7 separate regions of the Mus musculus genome follow, and all the other regions are linked to region 7. Evidence: chromatin contacts called from public HiChIP or PLAC-seq and promoter capture Hi-C data. All regions are on one chromosome and are shown on one strand. The core of a region is the stretch at or near the end of the contact, and the rest is flanking DNA. Distances in the headings are between cores, read along the strand shown.

Region 1 (2,700 bases), core at 73-2,572, 260 kb after region 7:
TATGTTGCTTCGAAGCTGACAGATGCAGCCTCCTGCTTCTAAAGAATGCTGTGCATGTTCAGTTAGCGGTGGGGGGTCTGTGTACCTGGAAGAGACCCCTGACTCAAATGAGGGTGGCAATAGCTTCATATGAGTGTGATAAAGGAAACACAATCTCTATGGAGTACCAAGCAAGACTCGAATGCCTTACTGGCCTCATCTGCCCAAGGGTATCACTAACAGCCCTGACAGGGGCTTTGAGTGTTGGTGGAGGCTCAGCCGAGCAGAGCGCAGCAGAGCAGATGACTCTTGGAGCTGCCTTATGCCTCCTCTGAGGAACTGGGCACAAGACAGACCTGTACTTTGTGAATGAAAATGCTACCTTGTTCTCAGTCCCTGCATCTACCTCCCAGTTCTACCAGGCTGCAGGTAGTACAGAGGACACCCAGATGCCAGGTGCCTTGGGTGTTGTCCCCACCCAGATGCCCCCAAGAGGCCATCTCTGGAGAAGTAGGTGAGACTTTGATCTTTGGTGACCATTTTCATAAATGCCAAGACCCCATAGCTCTGACCCCACCCATAGCTCTGACCCCAGAGGCCATCAATCCCCTCTGGTCCCGTTTGATTGCTAGGTCCCACGGGCACATGGATCCATCCATCCATCCCTTCTCCTGAAGCTGTCGGTATTATGTACAATACTGGAACCAGACCCCTTTACAAAATTAAATATGCTCAGGGCTTTCTCCCACAACTTCCATGTCTTAACTGATTAAACATTCATTTCCAAGACAAAAAGAGTCAATTTAGTATGAAAGCTATATTTTGCCGGTTTAATTTAAAGCGCCGCACCTCCATCTGACCTCTATTTTCATAACTCAATAATTTTATCCTATGTTGATTGTTTCATTTTGAGCGAGATATTGTATTTATAAATCAGTCTCTAAAATGCCCAAAGAAAGTCGGAGGGTGGAATTTATTAAGCTTCTCGCGGAGTCTGAGATCACTTCTTCTGGAATTGTTCAGGGTTGCTGTATGCTGAGGGGAAGGGGTCTGCCAGGAAGGGGCGGGACTTGATGTTCTACCACGAGGGAAAATCCAGCTTGGGGTGGGGGTGGGGGGAACCAGAGCTGCGGGGGCGGGGGGGGGGGGGGAAGCAGAGGCGGGGGGGGGGGGACCCGGGGGGGGGAACCCGGGGGGGGGGCGGGCGGGGGGAGCAGAATCACAATGGAGTCTGGCAGTGAGGAATCTGGGGCTTTCCCAGGCTGCGACCTTGCGGCACTGGAATGGTGTAGTCCCATCTCAGTCCACAGTACAGGGTTCAGGGGCAGGACGCCGGTCCCTCAAACATTCTCTTTGAGGCCTCTGTGTTCCTGTCCTTGGTGTGGAGACTGGAGGTTGATGTTTGGTGCCCGCCTTAATCACTGTCCACTTTGTTTTTTAAGTTCCATATGTGTTTGTTTCTATGGATATGAATGTTTGTTGGCGTGTATGTCTGTGCACCACGTAGGTGTGGTGCCCTTGGAGGCCAAAAGAGGACGTCAGATCCCCCAGGACTAGAGGTAGAGACGGTTGTGCGACAAACGCTGCTGAGAATCAAACGGAGGTCCTTTGGAAAGAGCAGCCAGCGCTCTCAGCCTCTGAGCTCACTGATTAAGGCTAGCAGGGTTGGTCAGAGTACTGGGGAACCTCCCATCTCTGCCTTCAGGAACTAAAGGCACAGAGAGTCCAAGCTTTTTATGTGGGTGTTGGGGCTACAAATTCAGGTCTTCATGCTTACGTGAAGCACGCACGTTTTGCTCACGAAGCCATTTTTCCAGCCCCTGCTTTGAGAGATTTCTTGGAACTTAGGCAAGCCCATCCTCCCCCAGCCTCAGTTTTCCCATCTCTGGGCTGGGCTTAGGATCTCAGCTTTGATGAAATGGCATGACTGCATTACCAGTTTCACTGTACTAGACAAGCACATGGGTAGGAGGTGATAGAATTCCCAGTGTTCCTACTATATATGCCAAGTCGTTGGGAGCCTATTCAAACTAAAATCAAGTCCCGGGTGCTGAGTTTTAGACCCTTTGTGCTCTAGTCTCTGTTCCAACATGTTTGCAGAGCTCGGCAGTTCTCTCAGGACACTAGGGCTACTGGCCAGACCCGGGGACTCCCAACTCAGGTGAAGGGCCTTTGCAGGCCAGTATCATGCAGTAGTCGTTAGATGCAGCACTGAAATCTATTTGCACGCTTGCTTTATATTTTCTCATGAGAGAACCTACACACAGCCTTGGGTTGGGCTTGCCTGGGGATGGTAAATCCCAACTGCAGGTCCTTATAGACCTTCTAACACTCCTCTGCCCCTGCTGCTGCATGCCCCTCCCTGCCAGGGCTTCTTCCTGCTCAGGGCTCCTCTGGCCCTGCCCCCAGGCTCAGTCTACCCTCTTTGATGGGTTGACACACTGGCTATCTCCCTCAGAGTCTGAGGCACAAAGACCAAAGATCTCCCAACTCAAACTTTTGTCCCTAACATTTCTTAATGACATGGCAGTAAGGCCAATTGTTTTTCTTACTTTTAAAAAATTATTTATTTGTTTTTTATTTTATGCACATTGATGTTTTGCCTGCATGAATATCTGTGTGACGTGTGTAACGTCTGGAGCTGGGGTTACAGACAGTTGTGAGCTGCTGTATGGGTGCTGAGAATTTGAACCCAGGTCCTCTGGAAGAGCAGCCAGTGCC
Region 2 (2,700 bases), core at 57-2,556, 460 kb after region 7:
TGCCAGTTCCCTCCCATTAATCAGCATCATGTCTTGGAACAAAACATTAGAATCCATGGCTACCCCTAAACAATTGGCGTGCCAGGCTGCTGGGCTCCTGGTTCATTAGGCCAGATACAGCAACATCTGCCATGTCTGCCTCCTCTGAGCTCATGAAAGGTGGCTGACCTGGAGATCTGGGCAGAAAACACCCACCAAAGAGATCTGGAACAACTACCACCCTTACACTCTATTCTTAGACCAGCCACTACGAGTGGGGAAGGATGAAGGTGGGCCAAGGACAGGGCTCTTCTTCCCTAGGTTCCAGTAGTTTCTCAGACGCCACCAAAGGGCCCATTACTAAAACCTTCACAGGCTTGACAAGGAAAGCCTCGTTAAAACCAAGGTCTGTCAGAAACCTGACTCAGTTGCCCAAAAGAGAAAACCGGGTTTGAAGTAGATTAACAAGAGAGGCAGATTGTCCACAAGCTGGAGACACTCACTAGTCTGAAGCATTAAGCTCACATGGATGGAGCAATTTCATCTTCCAAACTCCCTGTCTAGCTCCAACGGAGTGTTGTGCAATAAACTTACGATGTAAGTGTTTCTAAAGGACTAGGAAAGAAATAAGTGGAGTTTGAGAGATGTCCCAACGAGATCGGCTGGGGTTGTTTTCCTGGGTGACTGCCATGCACTTTAGAGTACTGAGAAAGTCCAAGGAGATCCAGGAGAAAGGTCACCAGAGTGAAAGGTTTCACGCTTGCTTCTACTAACATGGGGCAGGGATGGCAAAAGCTCTTGGGGTGGTGGGTGGGTCTAGAGGTGGTTCTTTAAGTCAACGGTGGGATTTTTGCCACAGTGGTTAAGAGAGGGGTGTCTGACTAGCCGGCAAGAGGAAGGTGACATCTCCCTGAACAGGACAGGGGCAAGCGCCTAACTCTGGGGGCGGGGGAATAGCCGCTCCAATGTACCCACTGTCACTTATAACCCACCCGTCACCGACTCGATCCTCCTATCGGAATGCTCACATACTAGGCGCGAATGTCACTTGCTTTCCCAGGGTCCCAGTGTCGCGACACGCGCGCGGACGCGCCTGTCAAGACAGGGCTCCCTCCCGATGACTCGCCTGCCCCAGCATCCAACTGGCTTCTTGGGGCGCGGGGGCCCGGAGCCCGATGCACTCACACGTTGAGGACGTTGCGCTTGTTGCTGAGGTAGCTCTCGGGCAGCGGGGACAGCTCCTTGACGACCGAGCCCGCCAGCATGGCGGCCACCAGCGCCCAGGGCAGGTGGCGCCGCACCGTCGCCCTCACCAGCGTCCCGCGGAGAAACCACGCGCAGCGCTCCAGGTGCTCCATGCCGGTCCTTCTCGGCTACCGTCCGCCTTCCAGAGCCTTCTCGGCCACCGTCTTACCCTTCGCCCGAGCTGGCACCACCACATCCCCTCTGGGCGCATGCGCGCTTCCTGCAAGCTCCGCCCCCTAGAGGGCGTGTCTCCCTCTAGTGGCCTTGATGGGTCTCTGCAGAGTGCAGGTCTGCATTTACCTGCGCCGCTTCCACTCATCGCCCCCAAGCTACTGGCTGAGATCACTGCAGGCTGCTCTTTGCCTGGGCAACCTGCTCCCCTCATGTTTGTGGGATGGGATTCTCGCTTTCTTTATCTGCAAAACAAACAAGAGACCCACCTTTCTTAAGAGCTAGTTTGGGAGTTCCGTATATTGGGTCAGTTATAGGGTTTTTCAGATGAAATTTCTTTGCAAAGTCATTAATAAATTTAAATCTTATTTACTTGTTTTGTTTTCAGACTGGGTTTCTCCAAGTAGACCTGGCTGACTTGGAACTCATTCTGTATAACCAGGGTGGCCTCGAACTCAGAGATCCCCTAAACTTGACCTCCAGAGTACTGAGATTAAAGTCATGTGCCACTTCGGGTTTTGAGACAAGTAAGGGCACTTGTTGCCAAACCAAATAACCTGGATTCAGTCCTTGGGATCCACATTGTGGAAGGCAACTCCCATAAGTTGCTCTCTCCACATTGTGGAAGGCAACTCCCATAAGTTGCTCTCTCTCTCTCTCTTTCTCTCTCTCTCACACACACACACACACTAAATAAATAAATAAATACAGATAAATAGATAAGTAAATAAATGTAAGAATGAATCAGCTGAAAAAAAAAAGGATGAATCAACTGTGTTGTTGACTGAACATCTTGGGCTCCCAAGGTTTGCAGAGCTCACATGAGGTACTGGTGACTCAGTCACTCAGTTTTGTCCCTTAGCTAAGCTCCTAGCCCGTAATGTTAGGTGTCAAAGTCAGGGCTTCCCAACCATGAGTTATTCCTTAGTGACTGTAGTTTATAGATTAGCACTTTAAAATCAAGGTGAAAACTCAAACCCATCACTTTCTAATTATTTTACTATGTTCTATTATTATTTATGTTCTTGTTTGTCTATTTTGAAACAGGATCTCTTACGTGACCCTGGCTGGCCTGGAACTCACTTTATAGAGAGGGCTGGTTTTGAACCTGTGTTGTCTTCCTGTCTCAGCCTCCCTCTTGGGTGCTGGGATTACAAGCATGTCCCATCACATCTGGTTTATCTATGCCTGAGCCTACCTGTATCCATTGTGCCTCCCGGGAACACCTCTGTGCTCTCTTCTCCCTTCTGTGATATCACACAGGAAGCTTGAAATCAGCCACAATAGAAGTATTTGCACTAAGGA
Region 3 (2,783 bases), core at 135-2,634, 290 kb after region 7:
TGATGATGAGGAGGAGAATGATGATGATGATGGTGATAAATTTAGGTACCTTTAATATCAGCAAGATAATGATTCACAAAATCAGGAATACGGGGTTGAAGAATTCCGCCACAAGTAGCTGAGAAGAAAGCTATAAGATGCCTTAACAAGCTACAGCCAGTTTGCACTAGAGGAAATCATGCCAATTTCTCGTTTAAAACTTAAAAGCTAGGAATGGTAGTGCACACCTATAATTCAAGAGGCTGAGGAGTGATGACAGAGAGTTTAAAGTCACCTGGACTGTATGGTAAGACCCTGCCTAAAAGAAGAACAAACAAACAGAAATCCACAAAGAAGAAATGGCGTGTATATATTGTAGGTAGACAGCGGGAGCTGCTTAGGGACTTAAAACTTGCCACACAGTTAAGGAAGCTGGCTTGCTGAGCCTGTATGTCGGGTTTGTGACTGATGTGCTAACGCAGATCCCAATGTATTGAGAAGAGCGTTGGGGACCAGCATTCGCCCATACGCTGTTTGCATGATGCGCATCTGAAACCGTGTGGGATGAGAACAAAACCGTATGGAAACCATGACAACGGCTGATAGAAAAGGATGGAAGGCAGAGACAGTCACCGGAGCCAAGATGCTTTCTTGAATAAGATGCAGCTGTCATGAAGACAGGGCATTCTGGGATGTCTAAGCACTGAGCGACTTCACATGGCGTACCTGAAGCAAACCCGTTCACGCCAAATGCCCCGAAGAACTGATGGAGAACTGATAGAAACACGGGGCGGATGGAGGGCTTTAGCTCAGTTTTCTCTGTCTCACAGCTGATGTCAAAACAGGACATTCAATAGACACGGAGGTTTTTTTTTTTTATATGTAGCACAGTGAATATTATTTCAATTAGTTTTTTTTTTCCAGTGCTAGGAATCAAACCCAGAGCATCATGCATGCAGGGCAAGCTCTCTACCCTGAGCTACTCTCTCACCCCCCAAGCCCACATTATTTTAGTTTTACATGAAAAAAAAAATTGTTTTTTGCAAGATGTGTTTTCTGTCCTAAGTGAAGCCTTGACATGTCCCAAAAATGAAACTGGAGGATTCATGTTCCCCGACAGCAATAACAATAGGACACAGTCCATTAAAACACTCTTCCCTGAGAGTAAAAGACAAACTCCAGTCTTCATCTTTGAGGAACATGGCCAGGGCATAGCTGAGCTTTTCCTCAAGGAAAGCATCCCCGTGGAGATCAGAGCTGCTCAACCTGAACACACACAAGGCTTTGCTTTGGGGGCAAGGATGGAGGGCAGCCAGCCCACGTACTGTAGAGTTGAACAGCTTCCTCTGCCAGTACCTCCAGGAGACAGGAGCATGCCCCCAGTGGTGAGATGGAAACTGTCTGTGTAGACACCCTCAGATGCTCCCTCCTGGTGAAGTGGCTCCCGCCTGAACCCTTGACCTAGATCTAGATGGTACCAAAGAAGGCAAACACGAGATAAATTGCTTAATTTGAAAACGCTGTATCAAAAATATCCCGTGACGCATGAAGTGACTGTTACGGGACAGGAGGTCAGGGTGCAGGAAGGATCGGGGAAGCTGCTGAACTGAATTTTTAATGAAGGACTGCTTCTTCTGATGCCCACAGGCACTGAACACGCATGGTGTACAGACATACATGAAGGTAGTATATCCGTACACATAAAGTTCTACAAATCTCAAAATAGTAACAGCAAACATAGGGGGTCTGGAGAGCTGGCTCGGCAGATAAAAGGCCCTCCCCTTCAAAGGTTGACCTCTGACCTCCATAGGTAAACATATACACCTACAAACACATACGTACATACATACAAAGATGGTGTTTTAATCATGGCTTTATTGTGGAAAACAGATTTAACATTTTCCCACCATCTTCCTGGGCGTTTAGTATATCTTTGTATTCCCGTTTTTTTGTTGTTTTTTGGGGTTATTTTTTAGAATGTTTGATTTTTTTTTTAATTGATATTTGAGTTGCTAAAGTGTTTCATAAGAGGTTGTTTAGTGAATTTTGGCTTGGGGTTAGGACAGGATTTCCAACCCCATCTGAGATGGCGCTAAGCAGACTTCTGCCAGTCTGAGCTCTGTACTGATGCCAAGCAGAGTTTCAGCATCAATGATTATGGAACTCAAAATATCGATCAACTCTGAGAAATGTTAAAGATGTTCTCCATCCCGCATTCCAGACTTTAGCCAAGATTTAATTCTTCATGCAAACGTAATTAAGCATACCCACTTCATTAGCATGCGCATTTGCCTGCGTCTTACTGTGTACCAAAGACTTGTTTTCCAATAACTTCCCCAAAGGTTTCTCAGCAGTAAGTGTTTGATTTGCGTGCTTATTTTATTCTGCTGTATACCCCGAGCCACGTAAACGTTTCTTGGATGGTAAAAGGGTCACAAGTTTTAAAGCCCTGACGAGTGAAGCTCATCTGAGGTTAGAGAGCCAAAATGGAGAAGGTTATCTGAAGAATACGACCAATGTTAGTCAGTAACCGGTACCTGCTGCATCAACCAGATGCAGCCACAACCCAGAAAGTACATTTGGGAGGACTTTGCTACAGGTAAAGATCTGATGATATCTGGGTTCCAAAGAAAGCTTTAACAGAGTCTCAGAAGTACAAACGGCACACGGTACAGACAGTCACCGTTTCTGTGACTCAAAATTCAAGATGAAGCAAAGAGAAGCAAAATTAGCCGCTTAGAAATCTCTGGAGTCCTCTTTAAAACTCTTTTTGTCAATGAAAAAAAATTAAAGAATTTTAATTC
Region 4 (2,700 bases), core at 161-2,660, 380 kb after region 7:
GAAGGGATGGATGAATGAGTGGGTGGGTGGGTGGGTGGGTAGACAGGTAGATGTAAGCTGGGTAAATGCAAGAAGGGATGGGTGGGCTGGTGGATGGGATGGGTGAGTAGACGGATGAGTGAATGGGAGAAGGATGGATGGGTGGATGTGTGGGTGGAGGGATGGGTGGATGAAAGTTGGGTGGTTGGATGGATAGATGGATGGAGAAACGAATGAATAAACACTCTTATGATCTACCCCGTGAAAATTTTTTCATAGCAAAGTTGAGGCCAGCCCCCAGTTCTGCTAAAACACAAGCTAAAATCTAGCTGCTTACATACCTCGAGAGTAAAGAGAAGTGATTACATCCTATCAAGTGTCCATCTGTAGGACAGCCTTGTACTCTTCAGTCCTGCTGGTCCTCAAGAACTGCCTTAGTGCCCTACCTTTTCTGATAAGAAAATGGATACAGAGAGGCAGAGTAGCTTACCCAAAGCCACACAGGAACTATCACCTTAGACCATCTATTTCTTTGCCAACTACACTGCTGTTCCCCACCGTCCCTTCAGGACCCCCCTCAAGCTCTGCGGGATGAGCAAGACTCACCTCCGTCTGCGTAGGTCTCCGTGCCATAGCCGTCCTGTAGGCCGTTATTCCAAGTGCCCTCGTACTTGGCACCACTGTTTGTGCTCTGCCGGATTCCGTAGCGCCCCTTAAAGCCATGCGTCCACTCCCCCTTGTAGAGCCAGCGCCCCTTGGTCTCTATGCCAAGCCCATGTCGTTTGCCCTGGCTCCAATATCCCTCAAAGGTATTCCCACTGGGCCAGGTATAGACGCCTGCCACTTCAAAGCCAAAATTCCAGGAGCCCGAGTATTCACCCTGGCCCTTGGGGCCGGTGCACAGTCCGTGCCCGTGTGCCTTTCCCCCTTCCCAGCCCCCACAATACGCCCCGCCATCATCAAAGTCAAAGCGGCCCCCGCTCATCTCATCCTCGCTCCTGACAACTCCTCCGTCCTCCAGCTTGGGCGTAGGGGTACCTGATGTTCTCCAGGCACCTTCAGGTTGAGCCCCTAGACTCACCACCGGGCTAGAGGTGGAAAAAAGCAAGATGCCAACAGAGGCAGCAAAAGCCCAAAGGCCAAGTCAGCAGTGGGGGCGCTGGTCAGTGCCATGGCTGGGAGGCCTCCTCAGTCACCCCAACAAGGCAGCAACTTGAAAAGGAAGCCGACCGAAGAGACTCCAAGTTCCCACAAAGCGTCCCAGGTCCAGCTTCCATGGAGTCTGGTGTGCTCTCCTTAAGAAAAGCAACGAAAGGAGTTGAGGGGTCCTGTCTTTTCAAAGAGGGACAGTTCCCGGTTTAGCAGCCCAGCCGAGGCTAAATTGTCGCCACCCACCCTGAAGCAGCCGCTGGCCCCCTTCTCATCCACCCCAGTGGGCATGCGGCTCAGATCTCCCAGCTGCCCCGCCCCTTCTCCAGCCCTGCCTTCCTCCCAGGATAGAAAGGTCAGTGTTGCCCTAACAAGGCCATTGGATCTCAGAAGCTGCTCCCAAAATAACCCCCTGGCTGGCCCAGCCTCCTTCAGAGCCGGAGGGAGGGAGGGGGGCTTCCAATCCGCTGGGCCTGCAGACCCAGGCAGTGGCCCGAGGGGGCTGAGCAGGAAATCTGAGAACGAAGTGTGGACAGCTTAGCTACTTGGTGGCTTGCCTTCTTGTGGATCAGAGCTGCCTCCCATCTAGAAGTCCCCAGGTTCCGCAGGCAGGGAGAAGAGACGGAGACCAGCAGACCATCTTATCCAGGGCCACTTTGTATCCCCAGAGTTCAGGGGGTGGCAGACATGGGGCCCTACCACTTCGAGCATGCCGAGGCAGGACCTGGGGCTTTGGTCCCTCTGCCAATCCCATTGAAGAATCCAGTGACCTACAGAGAAAGGAATGGAGGACGGTTGCACATATGCCTTTGAAAGCAGAGTGGAACTCAGAATGATCAGAGAGGGTCTAACCAGGGTGCAAACGCAAACAAGCAGGCATTCTGGGCTTACATTTTCTACCCCAGCCCTAGCTCAGAAAACTGGGGGAGAACCCTGATAAAGGGAACTAGTTCAGGAGGCAGGGGATATGGATCAGTTGATAAAGTACTTGTCATGCATTCGAACCCCAGAACCCATGAGAGGGGGTTGGGGGAGTGTAAAGCACTTCTAGGGCTGACAGTCCTCAGCCAAGACCACGGTGTCTTCATTGTCTTGGAGATGTATTTCTTCTTACTAGAAGTTGGTGGAGACCTGGGTGCTAGAAATTCACCAAAGCCTTTTGCTCCTGCCACAGGAGCCGCTGAAGCCTGGCCTTATGTGCTCTTAAGGAGCTGGGGCAGAAGCAAGCTTGGGAAGGGGAATATTGCAAAAATAACGATCCTGAATATTTCTAAAATGAATCTCACTCCACCACAGCCCACAGCCTGTGTGAGGAGTGCAGAGGGGAGGAAAGTCTCCTTCCTGCTCATGGAAGTGTGTGTGTGTGTGTGTGTGTGTGTGTGTGTGTGTGTGCGTGTGTGTGTGTGTTCATAACATGGCTGGAATGGAGGAAGGTTAGAAATCACCGAAGAAAGAAAGAAAGAAAGAAAGAAAGAAAGAAAGGAAGGAAGGAAGGAAGGAAGGAAGGAAGGAAGGAAGAAAGAGACAAAGAAAGAAACAAGGAAACAAAGAAAGAAACAGGAAACAAAGAAA
Region 5 (2,700 bases), core at 47-2,546, 320 kb after region 7:
TCTGCCTCCCTCCTGTTCCCTGCTGGCCCTCCCATCCTGTCCCTTCCCTGCTGTCTTCTTGGGCACTTGGATTCTTTGGACCCTCAAAGTCCTAAGTGCCTGAAGAAAAGCCCCTCAGGTGCCCAGTAACTTGAAGAACCCCCAGAACTCAGCATCAGACCCTGTGAGGCTAACGCTGCCAGAGACAGAACAAGGACTTCCCCACTCCTGGGCCTGCCTAGAAACTGCTATGCCACACTAAGCCAGGATCAAAGCAGGAGGTCTCTTGAGGAACCTCCTCAGGAGGCAAGATGCAGTGTGGCCAAGCTCCAGACTCAAGTTGTAAGGTTTGTCCCAGCAGCAGGAACATCCTCACACCAGCGAGGGCTACTGTCCTTTAGCCTGAGCCCAAATTCTACCCTAGAAAGGAAACAGAGCCAACTAAGGGCATGTGGAGGGACAGGAAACTGAAGGTGGTGGCGGTTCAACTGGGAGAGATGGGGTTGAGTATTTGGGATGCAAGGAGTATCACACCTGTACACTAGGGGGTGGGCTTTACCTAGCAGCCCAGTACCAAGTACCAAGCCCCACCACCCTGGTTTCCAGGCTGCATCCTCTGGCCATACCTGGTAGATGAGGGTCAAGTCAGGAGGTGAACAAATAGGATAGCCAGGCCGATGTTCAGCAAGATCACCATACAGATGAGGACGGTGTTGGGTACCTGAAGGCATGGAGAAAGTCCGCCTGAGTCCCCACGACCTCTAGACAACCCCAGACCCCCAACAAGATTACAAAGCTGGGCAAAGAAGCCAGGGCTTATGGAAGTTTCTTCCTAAAAACATCCCTGGTTTGTCCACAGTTGGACCCTGCACCCAGGAGAGCAGAAAGAATTCTTGAAACTAATTAACCCAATCTTCCATCTGGAACTGCATCATTCACTTTAAAAGCTAGCTTTTGCTCTTTGCTGCTGAGTTTGGTTCCTGGACCCCATTAGAGGCTGGGGGCTCAAGCTCTGTTGGAATCTTCCTCCACTCTATCCCACCCCAGCCCCCAAACCTCCTGAACCTCCTGAGGTGGCTGGTGAGCTAGCCTATGCCACAGATTTCGCAGGCGCAGTCTACAGCTCAGGCTCGCAGTTTGCCCTTGTCCTGTTCTGCCTCCAGTCCCACAAGTTACCCCCAACTTCACGTGCGCACACAATCCCCGCCCGGAGCTGCCAGGACCTCAAAGACTCGCCTCTGCCCGCAGCCTCACCTCCTCCACCTCCACCTCGGCCTCCTTCGCCTGCGCCACTTCCTTACGGCCCTTCTTCTTGGCACCGGCCTTGCTCAGTCCTCGGGCCTCTGTCTTGCGCGCCTTGGCCTTGGGCTCTGCTTTGGGGACGATGGGCTTGGGCTCCAGAGTGGCTTGCTTGGCAGGCACCGGGCTTCGCGGCGCAGGGGGCTCCTCCTCCGGGACGGTGGCGGAGACGGGGGACGGGGGCGCCGAGTCGGATCGCCGGACCTCGGGCTCGGGCTCCGGCTCGGGCTCCTGCTCATCCTCCAAGGGCGGAGGCTCGGGTGGCCCGGTGCGCACGGCGTAGCTATGGTAGCCGCGGTACATTGCTACCTCGGGCTCCTGCGAGGGCGCGGGCGGCGGCTGCAGCGCCTCGATGGCCATGTGCTCCGAGGCGGGGCGCGCGGGGCTGCGACGACCGGCGCCATCCGACGGCGTGGCGGGCCGGCTGCCCTCTCCGCCGGGCTCCCCGTTCCAGGAGCCTGGACTCAGCAGGCCGTCCTTTGACGCTCCGGGCCGGGGCCTCTTGGGTTGCGGGGGCGTCCCGGCCGGAGACGGGGGTCCGCCCTCGGGCTGCGGGGTCTCGCGCTCATGCAGCTGCGGGCTTTCCCGGGGCCGCTCCGGGAGGCCGGTGCCCAGACCCCGCTCTGGGGGCTCCAGCAAGCTCTCAGAGTTCTCCAGGATCTCCTGGAGCAGCCGACGCTTCTGATACTCCGGACCTGCCGGGGACAACAGAGAGGTAGGCTTCGAACCCACAGCCTGCCGGGCCGTCCTGGGCCAGCAGGGTAGCCTCTATGAGCTACGTTCATTTATTCGGCTGTCACTCACTGCACGGAGGATCAGACTGGTGGAGCAGACAGTTTTAATAACTCTGTGAGGTAGGTGAGATTGTGAATTCTGTTGCACAGAGGAAAAGGAGACCCAGGGAGGTAAAATAATTTGTCCAACACCACACAGCAAAGGGCCAAGATAATGTGCTTAGCTGGTCTCTTTCCATCCTTATGTAAGAAAAAAAAATGGGCTTAATCACACTGTTGGAAGGTGGAGTTTTTGTTTTGTTTTGTGTTTTGGGGTTTTTGTTTATTTTTGCAAAAGCCACTACTGCAATAGTCACCCAACGCAGGCTAGAGTCCTGCGTCCTTCGACCAGCAGGGGGCACACTGTGACCAGAAGACTCACCTGCTGCATCACAGATGGGCCACTTGGATAATGAGCTGCAGCCAGAATGGTGTTTCCAAAGCACTTAGCATGTCGCTCACTTAAAATCCCTCGGACGCCAATCTCTACGCTCAGTAGCCAGCTCAGCTCTGCCAAGCACAGTCTGTGTCGCAGCCCCTAGTCTCTTTACTCAATTCACCCCCTGCTGCCTGTTGTACCATCTAGCTTCCTGAATGCCACGCTATTCCATTCCCGTGCCTTTGAATCTGCAGCCCCCTCTTCTTGATC
Region 6 (2,700 bases), core at 176-2,675, 420 kb after region 7:
AGAAGAAAAAAATAAATAAATAAAAATAAAAATAAAAATAAAAATAAAAATAAAAAAAAGACCAGCCACGTCTTCAACACTGTCTGTGAGGTGAAGTGTCCAGGACTCCGAAACAGCAAACAGTGAGGCCTGCTCTCCCAGTTACACTAACTCATAAGAGCAGGGTTCGACAAACGGGCTCACGAGACAGGGGTTCTTAGTAAAATTGGCCTACATAAGTACATTCTGTGACGTTTGCAGACATTGCCCAAGGATATATTTCTTATAACTTCTCCCACTCTTTAGGGGCCAGCAACTGTATTTTTCAACTACTATCTCGGGGTCCACTTCTCAAAGGTAAATTATGACATTAATAACATTCATATTCTGGGACTGAAGAGGTGGCTCAGCTATTAAGAACACTGGCTGTTCTTCCAGAGGACTGGTGTTCAAATCCACATGGTGTCTAACAACTGTAACTCCAATTCCAGGGGATCTGACACCTCTTCTGGCCTCCGAGGGCACTAGACATGCATCTGGCACCCAGACATATTCATGCAGACAAAAACACCCATACACATACAAATAAATAAATATCTAATAAAATATTTTCCAGGGGAAGCATGGGTATGCTTAGGTAACCTTACCTAAGTTCCAAAGAACATTTAAAATCTCCTACAGGAGAGGCACAAGGGCTGTCTACAGACTCCTACCTGGCTACATATCCTAGGGTAATGGTGTCACCTAGGATCCCACCAATGGTACCCCTCCTCACCTGGGAAAGTCATGTCTACATAGCTAAGACACATGATTCCTTTAAAGAGCTTGAGTTGCTGCTTGCAGGACTGCTGAATCACGAGCCAGTCCCGTCCTGTATGAAGCCAGCCTTGAGTTTGAATCTCAGCTCCACCAGTTAGCAGCTCTATGACCTTGAGCAAGGTCACTTCTCCTCTGAGCCTCCCTTTCTTCCTCTGTAAATCAGGCCAAAGGGGTAGACCGCTGGAAAGCCCTTAGTGCCTGTGCCTGGGCAGAGAGAAAGTGCCGATGTGGTTAACAAATTACAATTCATCCCCTTCTGCTGTTGGAAACCCTTTAGGAAGGGGAACATCAGAAAATGGAGTTTCAAATAAAGCTATCTCCAGACACTACTTGTGAAAAAGGGTTAACAGACCTCTATACTGCCATTTATCTAAACTAAGAAGTGTTTCCGCAAGATTGAGAGGCACAAATGCGTAATTATGGTGAAGTCTTTGGCAGGTGACTGACCAACTGTGAGCGCTCTGGGGGGCTTGGCCCGGGTTTCTGCAACCTTCCCTCCCTAGGGCCCTCAGGGAGGACCTCCAGCTGGGAGGAGGAGGAAAGAGCCCCGGGATCCCCTTGCCCCTCCTCCTGCACCCAGTGAGTAATGACATCGCGGGGAGGGGGAGGAGGAAGAGGGGCAGGCTCGAAGAGGCCATGTGATGCTGGGCGCCAGCGAGCCGCTGCCGAGCCGCCTCCTTCCTCCTTCCTCGGATCGCGGGCTGTCATGGCGACCCCCAACAACCTGACCCCCACCAACTGCAGCTGGTGGCCCATCTCGGCACTGGAGAGCGATGCAGCCAAGCCGGTGGAGACCCCCGACGCGCCCGAGGCATCCAGCCCCGCCCATTGGCCCAAGGAGAGCCTGGTTCTGTACCACTGGACCCAGTCCTTCAGCTCGCAGAAGGTAGAGCGGGCGCGGGGTGCGGACAGGCGACTGGGAGGGGACCGGAGAGAGAGGCAGGTAGCACCGGGGGTCCCCGGAGGGAACTGTCCTGAGGGGCCGCAGAGCCCTGCCCCAATGCCAGGAGCATCTCCTTAGGCCTCGTTTCCTCCTGGGGACACCTGAACAGAGAGACAAAGGCCGGGGACAGACCTGCCCTGCCGGCAAGCGGCCTGATGGGGCTGAGCAGAGGAAGCCTCACTTTAGGCCAGCTTTCATCCCATCCACTGTTCCAGACACTCTCGGGCCACAGCTCTGAGGCCCTCGTTCTAGCAGGGGTCTTCTTCAGTCAGGGACTTAGGAAGTCTTTCCTCCCGCCGTCACCCTTTCTCAAGAGCTGAGAAGGAAGGAGTTAACCCATCCCCTCAGAGCAGCTGGCTTGCCCATCAGATTTGTTTTGCTCTTAAAGGCACAGACCGGCTTTGGCTCCTTAGACCACTTAGAACACTCCCCTCCTTTCTAGGGTAGGGGCAGTTGAAAGTACACCTTAGTACTGTCACCGGGGTTTCCGCTTTGTAGGAGTGAGATTAGGCTCTGCGCCCAATACCTGGTGGTTCTAAGGGACTCAGTCTCCCACCCTGCCTGGGTAGCAGTCCTGTCTGTAGCCAGTGGGTTCAGCACCATGGCCAGAGCCCAGAACTCGTTCTAAGGCATAGCTGTTTGTTACCTGACTACCCCAGCTCCCCACCGCCCTGTCCCATGCCTTCATTTTACACATGGGGGCCGGCAAGTATTGCTGAAGATAAATGCTTGGGAAAACAAAGACTTGGATTTGTGTTTTGGTCCAGGTTAAGTTTTATAACCTGAAAAATGGGATAGTGATAGAGGTAATAATAGCCACCAGGAACTTGAACCCCTCAGTAGAGTTTCTGGAGGGGCTGTTTAAGGGGTGACACAACAGTACTCCAGGCTGGCTCTACTCACACCCCACTGTGCCTTGAAATCACTTCATGATCCTGGCTAAGACACAGCCTGCCAGA
Region 7 (2,714 bases), core at 210-2,709:
TAGTGTTCTAAAATATATCCTTTTGAAATTCGTATTTGGCCAGGCGATGGTGGCGCACACCTCCCAGCACTTGGGAGGCAGAGGTAGGCAGATTTCTGAGTCTGAGGCCAGCGTGGTCTACAAAGTGAGTTCCAGGACAGCCAGGGCTACACAGAGAAACCCTGTCTTGAAAAAAAACAAACAGAGCAAGAGAGAGAGAGAGAGAGAGAGAGAGAGAGAGAGAGAGAGAGAGAGATTGAGATTCATATTTGTATGTGTGTGTGTGCGCGCGCGCATAAACATGCCACAGAATACTTGTAGAGGTCAAGAGGACAATTTACAGAAATCGGTTCTCTACTTCGATTATGTGGGACTCGGGGATTTAACTCAGGATGTCAGGCTCAGCCTTTTTACCTGCTGAGCCATCTCAATTCAATCCATAATCCTCATAATAAACCTTTAGAATCTATCCTCAATTTACACGTAGAAAATGCTCCAATTAAGCAGCATGTTCAAGTTCACCAGATACAAGTCATTTCTCAGACACCGGACTTCGGAGCAGCTGACTCTAAAACCCTCAAGCTCCTTCTGCAACTTGGTACAGTGAGAGAACTGCTCCAGGAGCTGCTCCCGGTCTGGTGTCCTGGCACTTCTAGTACACTTACAGTACCGAATGATCCCGTGACTTGCCCAAGTCCAGATCCTGATCATTTGCATCCTTAATTGCACACTTGATCATTTGCATCCTTAATTGCACACTCTATTCAATTCTGCAGCACTCCACTAGAAAAGTTTCCTGGCTGAGACTTAACTCAATGGTACAGCTCACGATGTGGAAGGCTCTGGATTTGATCTTCAGTGGGAGAGAAGAGATCGTTCTCTTTCACACTCTTTCCCACTTTCTAAAATCGTCATAACCACAGTCGTGAAAAGTGCCTTAAAACTTGTGTATTTTAATATCCTTAACGCATACTGCTCTGTATTAAGACATAGATGAAAATAAAAACTGCTGAGCTTCCTACATGTGCCTGCTCCAAGTTTTGAGGCTGCAGAGGCTTTGACTACAAAGCCACAGACAGCCCTCTCTCAGTGAAGCCTCTGCGGAAGCAAGCGTGTTTCCCGTTTCCATGGCAACCGTTGGCCCAAGCCAGTACCTCTTCCCGAAACGCTTCCCCAGCTCCACAATAGTACTACATCTCCGGCGCGTCACCACTCCCTACCCCAGCTTCTACTTCTAAATTTTGGTAAGACCTGGCATTTTAGGTCTCCTGATCGCTACCCGGCAAGAGCCTGCCCGGAACCTGCGTCCAGGCCAGGCCGGGGCGTGGCTTGCCGCAGCAGTCCCCGCCCATAGGCAGGCCGGAATTCCCGGCCTGGGGACCTACCATCTTATTGGTCTTTAATAGCAGTTGCTAGCAAATGAACAATATAGGTTCCCTATTAAAAAGTGACTCCTTCAGTTTGGATACAGTCTTTACCGGGAAACGGGCCAGCCCAGCGCTAGCCCCGAACCCCTACCCAACAGCCCCCAGCGTCCGCAGCCACCAGACACAGCACGTCTGTCGCGCTGTCGTCATCACGCCACGACGGAAGTCACTCGGGGCCCGGAGCCACGCCTTCTCGGCGCGCGGCCTTGGATACCTGGCGGCCTCTGGCCTCAGGTAAGGAGAGGTCGGGTTGTGCGGGCCGCCAGGTCGTTGGTCTGGCTGGAGACGATGACGGCCTCGCCATGCCGCTCTGGAGACCCCTAGGCCAGCCTTGTGGGAATCCCGAGGTCGGCAGAGGTAAACTGAGGACGCGGAAGTGGGCTGGGAACTGGTCCTGGCGATGATGTAGAATTTCTAGCTCCTCGGACTGCGCGGATTTGTCGTAGTCCTGTAGAATATGAAAAAACCTAGGATGGGGAGCCATCAAATCAGACTCAGCTATCGTTGCAACCACGCTTGGTGTTTTTCGTCACTTTGGCAAAATTTAGTATACCATGTTAGATTATTGAAGAAAAAATAAGAGAATGGTTGGGCAGTGCTACCCAAATATTGTTTCAATATTCTTATTATTACCGATTTTTAAACCTTATCCTATTCTTAGGGAAACTCATTTCTAATTCTAATAGGACAGGACCCCAGATCTACTGCTCCTTCAGAAGGAGGTGGTGGGGTTAAACTACAGTAAACTGTTACCTCGAAGTGTATTCTTCCGTTAAGAGCAATTCAGTACTCAGAGAAGGGTATTCACTTTTCCCAGAAATCTGCTCCCACCCCAAATACGTCTCAAAAGCAGAAAAATATAAATCTCAGTACTGTGATGTTTGGGTTCTTTGTGGCACCGTGTAGTAATAGGTCAATATCACTAACATGATCGTTGTGACGTTCTAATCAGGAAACTGGAGAAGGCAGAGTACAGCATTGTAGGTACACAAAATGAAAACAAGCATGTTCAAGTACAGCTCTGTTAGCCGGCTGTGATGGCACACACCTTTAACCCCAGCTTGGTCTACAGAGAGAGTGACAGTGCTACACAGGAGGAACACTGTCTCGAAAAACCATAAATAAATAAACAAAGAAAGAAAGAAAACCGGCTGGTGAGATGGCTCAGTGGGTAAGAGCACCTGACTGCTCTTCCGAAGGTCCAGAGTTCAAATCCCAGCAACCACATGGTGGCTCACAACCATCCGTAACAAGATCTGACTCCCTCTTCTGGTGTGTCTGAAGACAGCTACAGTGTATTTACATATA

The links. Promoter capture Hi-C pulls out the DNA fragments that hold promoters and counts their contacts. HiChIP or PLAC-seq counts read pairs in DNA pulled down with a chosen protein or histone mark. Capture Hi-C pulls out chosen DNA fragments and counts their contacts.
Region 1: a promoter capture Hi-C map of embryonic stem cells shows a contact between it and region 7. The contact joins the enhancer-like site here to the promoter of Ift52 in region 7. A contact is called at or near these places in 2 of 39 promoter capture datasets (cranial neural crest and embryonic stem cells), 1 of 484 Hi-C or Micro-C datasets (the HPC-7 cell line) and 2 of 9 other capture datasets (adipose tissue and liver).
Region 2: a promoter capture Hi-C map of adipose tissue shows a contact between it and region 7. The contact joins the promoter of 2310001K24Rik here to the promoter of Ift52 in region 7. A contact is called at or near these places in 8 of 39 promoter capture datasets (the C10 cell line, cranial neural crest, erythroid cells and 3 more), 1 of 484 Hi-C or Micro-C datasets (regulatory T cells) and 2 of 9 other capture datasets (adipose tissue and liver).
Region 3: a contact with region 7 is called in a promoter capture Hi-C map of liver. The contact joins the enhancer-like site here to the promoter of Ift52 in region 7. A contact is called at or near these places in 6 of 39 promoter capture datasets (the C10 cell line, cranial neural crest, frontonasal cranial neural crest and 3 more), 1 of 484 Hi-C or Micro-C datasets (nephron progenitors) and 5 of 115 datasets of contacts at active chromatin or transcription factors (the SCID.adh cell line, embryonic basal ganglia, embryonic limb bud and 1 more).
Region 4: a contact with region 7 is called in a promoter capture Hi-C map of liver, with 6 times the contacts expected there. The contact joins the promoter of Jph2 here to the promoter of Ift52 in region 7. A contact is called at or near these places in 22 of 39 promoter capture datasets (the 3T3-L1 cell line, 3T3-L1-derived adipocytes, the C10 cell line and 14 more), 6 of 484 Hi-C or Micro-C datasets (the C2C12 cell line, the HPC-7 cell line, embryonic stem cells and 3 more), 11 of 115 datasets of contacts at active chromatin or transcription factors (the 230-238 cell line, the SCID.adh cell line, craniofacial prominence and 8 more) and 2 of 9 other capture datasets (adipose tissue and liver).
Region 5: a contact with region 7 is called in an H3K27ac HiChIP or PLAC-seq map of trophoblast stem cells, with 3 times the contacts expected there. The contact joins the enhancer-like site here to the promoter of Ift52 in region 7. A contact is called at or near these places in 11 of 39 promoter capture datasets (the 3T3-L1 cell line, the C10 cell line, the HPC-7 cell line and 7 more), 17 of 484 Hi-C or Micro-C datasets (B cells, the C2C12 cell line, the G1E-ER4 cell line and 7 more), 22 of 115 datasets of contacts at active chromatin or transcription factors (the 230-238 cell line, DN3 thymocytes, the SCID.adh cell line and 17 more) and 3 of 9 other capture datasets (adipose tissue, liver and pancreatic islet).
Region 6: a contact with region 7 is called in a promoter capture Hi-C map of pancreatic islet, with 4 times the contacts expected there. The contact joins the promoter of Gdap1l1 here to the promoter of Ift52 in region 7. A contact is called at or near these places in 11 of 39 promoter capture datasets (the C10 cell line, the HPC-7 cell line, cranial neural crest and 8 more), 8 of 115 datasets of contacts at active chromatin or transcription factors (the SCID.adh cell line, astrocytes, bone marrow-derived macrophages and 5 more) and 3 of 9 other capture datasets (adipose tissue, liver and pancreatic islet).

The regions. Positions count from the first base shown.
Region 1 is chr2:163,279,834-163,282,533 of GRCm38.p6, forward strand. The region is part of intron 3 of Tox2 (TOX high mobility group box family member 2); the gene reads left to right. Among named protein-coding and RNA genes, the nearest start is that of Gm35750, 75 kb to the right of the region's middle. Within about 2 kb of position 1,323, at least 7 of the 459 cell types and tissues checked have an H3K27ac peak or open chromatin away from gene starts, as enhancers often do.
Region 2 is chr2:163,471,239-163,473,938 of GRCm38.p6, forward strand. It overlaps 2310001K24Rik (RIKEN cDNA 2310001K24 gene), which reads left to right and starts at 1,307. Exons shown (of 1, transcript NR_028122.1): 1 at 1,307-1,765. It overlaps Fitm2 (fat storage-inducing transmembrane protein 2), which reads right to left and starts at 1,391. Exons shown (of 2, transcript NM_173397.4): 1 at 1,165-1,391. The coding sequence starts at 1,337.
Region 3 is chr2:163,309,002-163,311,784 of GRCm38.p6, forward strand. All of the region lies in intron 3 of Tox2 (TOX high mobility group box family member 2), which reads left to right. Among named protein-coding and RNA genes, the nearest start is that of Gm35750, 46 kb to the right of the region's middle. Within about 2 kb of position 1,385, at least 10 of the 459 cell types and tissues checked have an H3K27ac peak or open chromatin away from gene starts, as enhancers often do. A contact at or near this core is called in liver, where this site is marked.
Region 4 is chr2:163,396,563-163,399,262 of GRCm38.p6, forward strand. Jph2 (junctophilin 2) reads right to left here and starts at 1,411. Exons shown (of 6, transcript NM_021566.2): 1 at 586-1,411. The coding sequence starts at 964.
Region 5 is chr2:163,338,000-163,340,699 of GRCm38.p6, forward strand. Jph2 (junctophilin 2) reads right to left here. Exons shown (of 6, transcript NM_021566.2): 4 at 1,234-1,973; 5 at 606-700. The coding sequence ends at 620. Among named protein-coding and RNA genes, the nearest start is that of Gm35750, 17 kb to the right of the region's middle. Within about 2 kb of position 1,297, at least 16 of the 459 cell types and tissues checked have an H3K27ac peak or open chromatin away from gene starts, as enhancers often do. A contact at or near this core is called in differentiating embryonic stem cells and trophoblast stem cells, where this site is marked.
Region 6 is chr2:163,437,042-163,439,741 of GRCm38.p6, forward strand. Gdap1l1 (ganglioside-induced differentiation-associated protein 1-like 1) reads left to right here and starts at 1,426. Exons shown (of 6, transcript NM_144891.2): 1 at 1,426-1,684. The coding sequence starts at 1,505.
Region 7 is chr2:163,015,894-163,018,607 of GRCm38.p6, forward strand. Ift52 (intraflagellar transport 52) reads left to right here and starts at 1,460. Exons shown (of 13, transcript NM_172150.5): 1 at 1,460-1,640.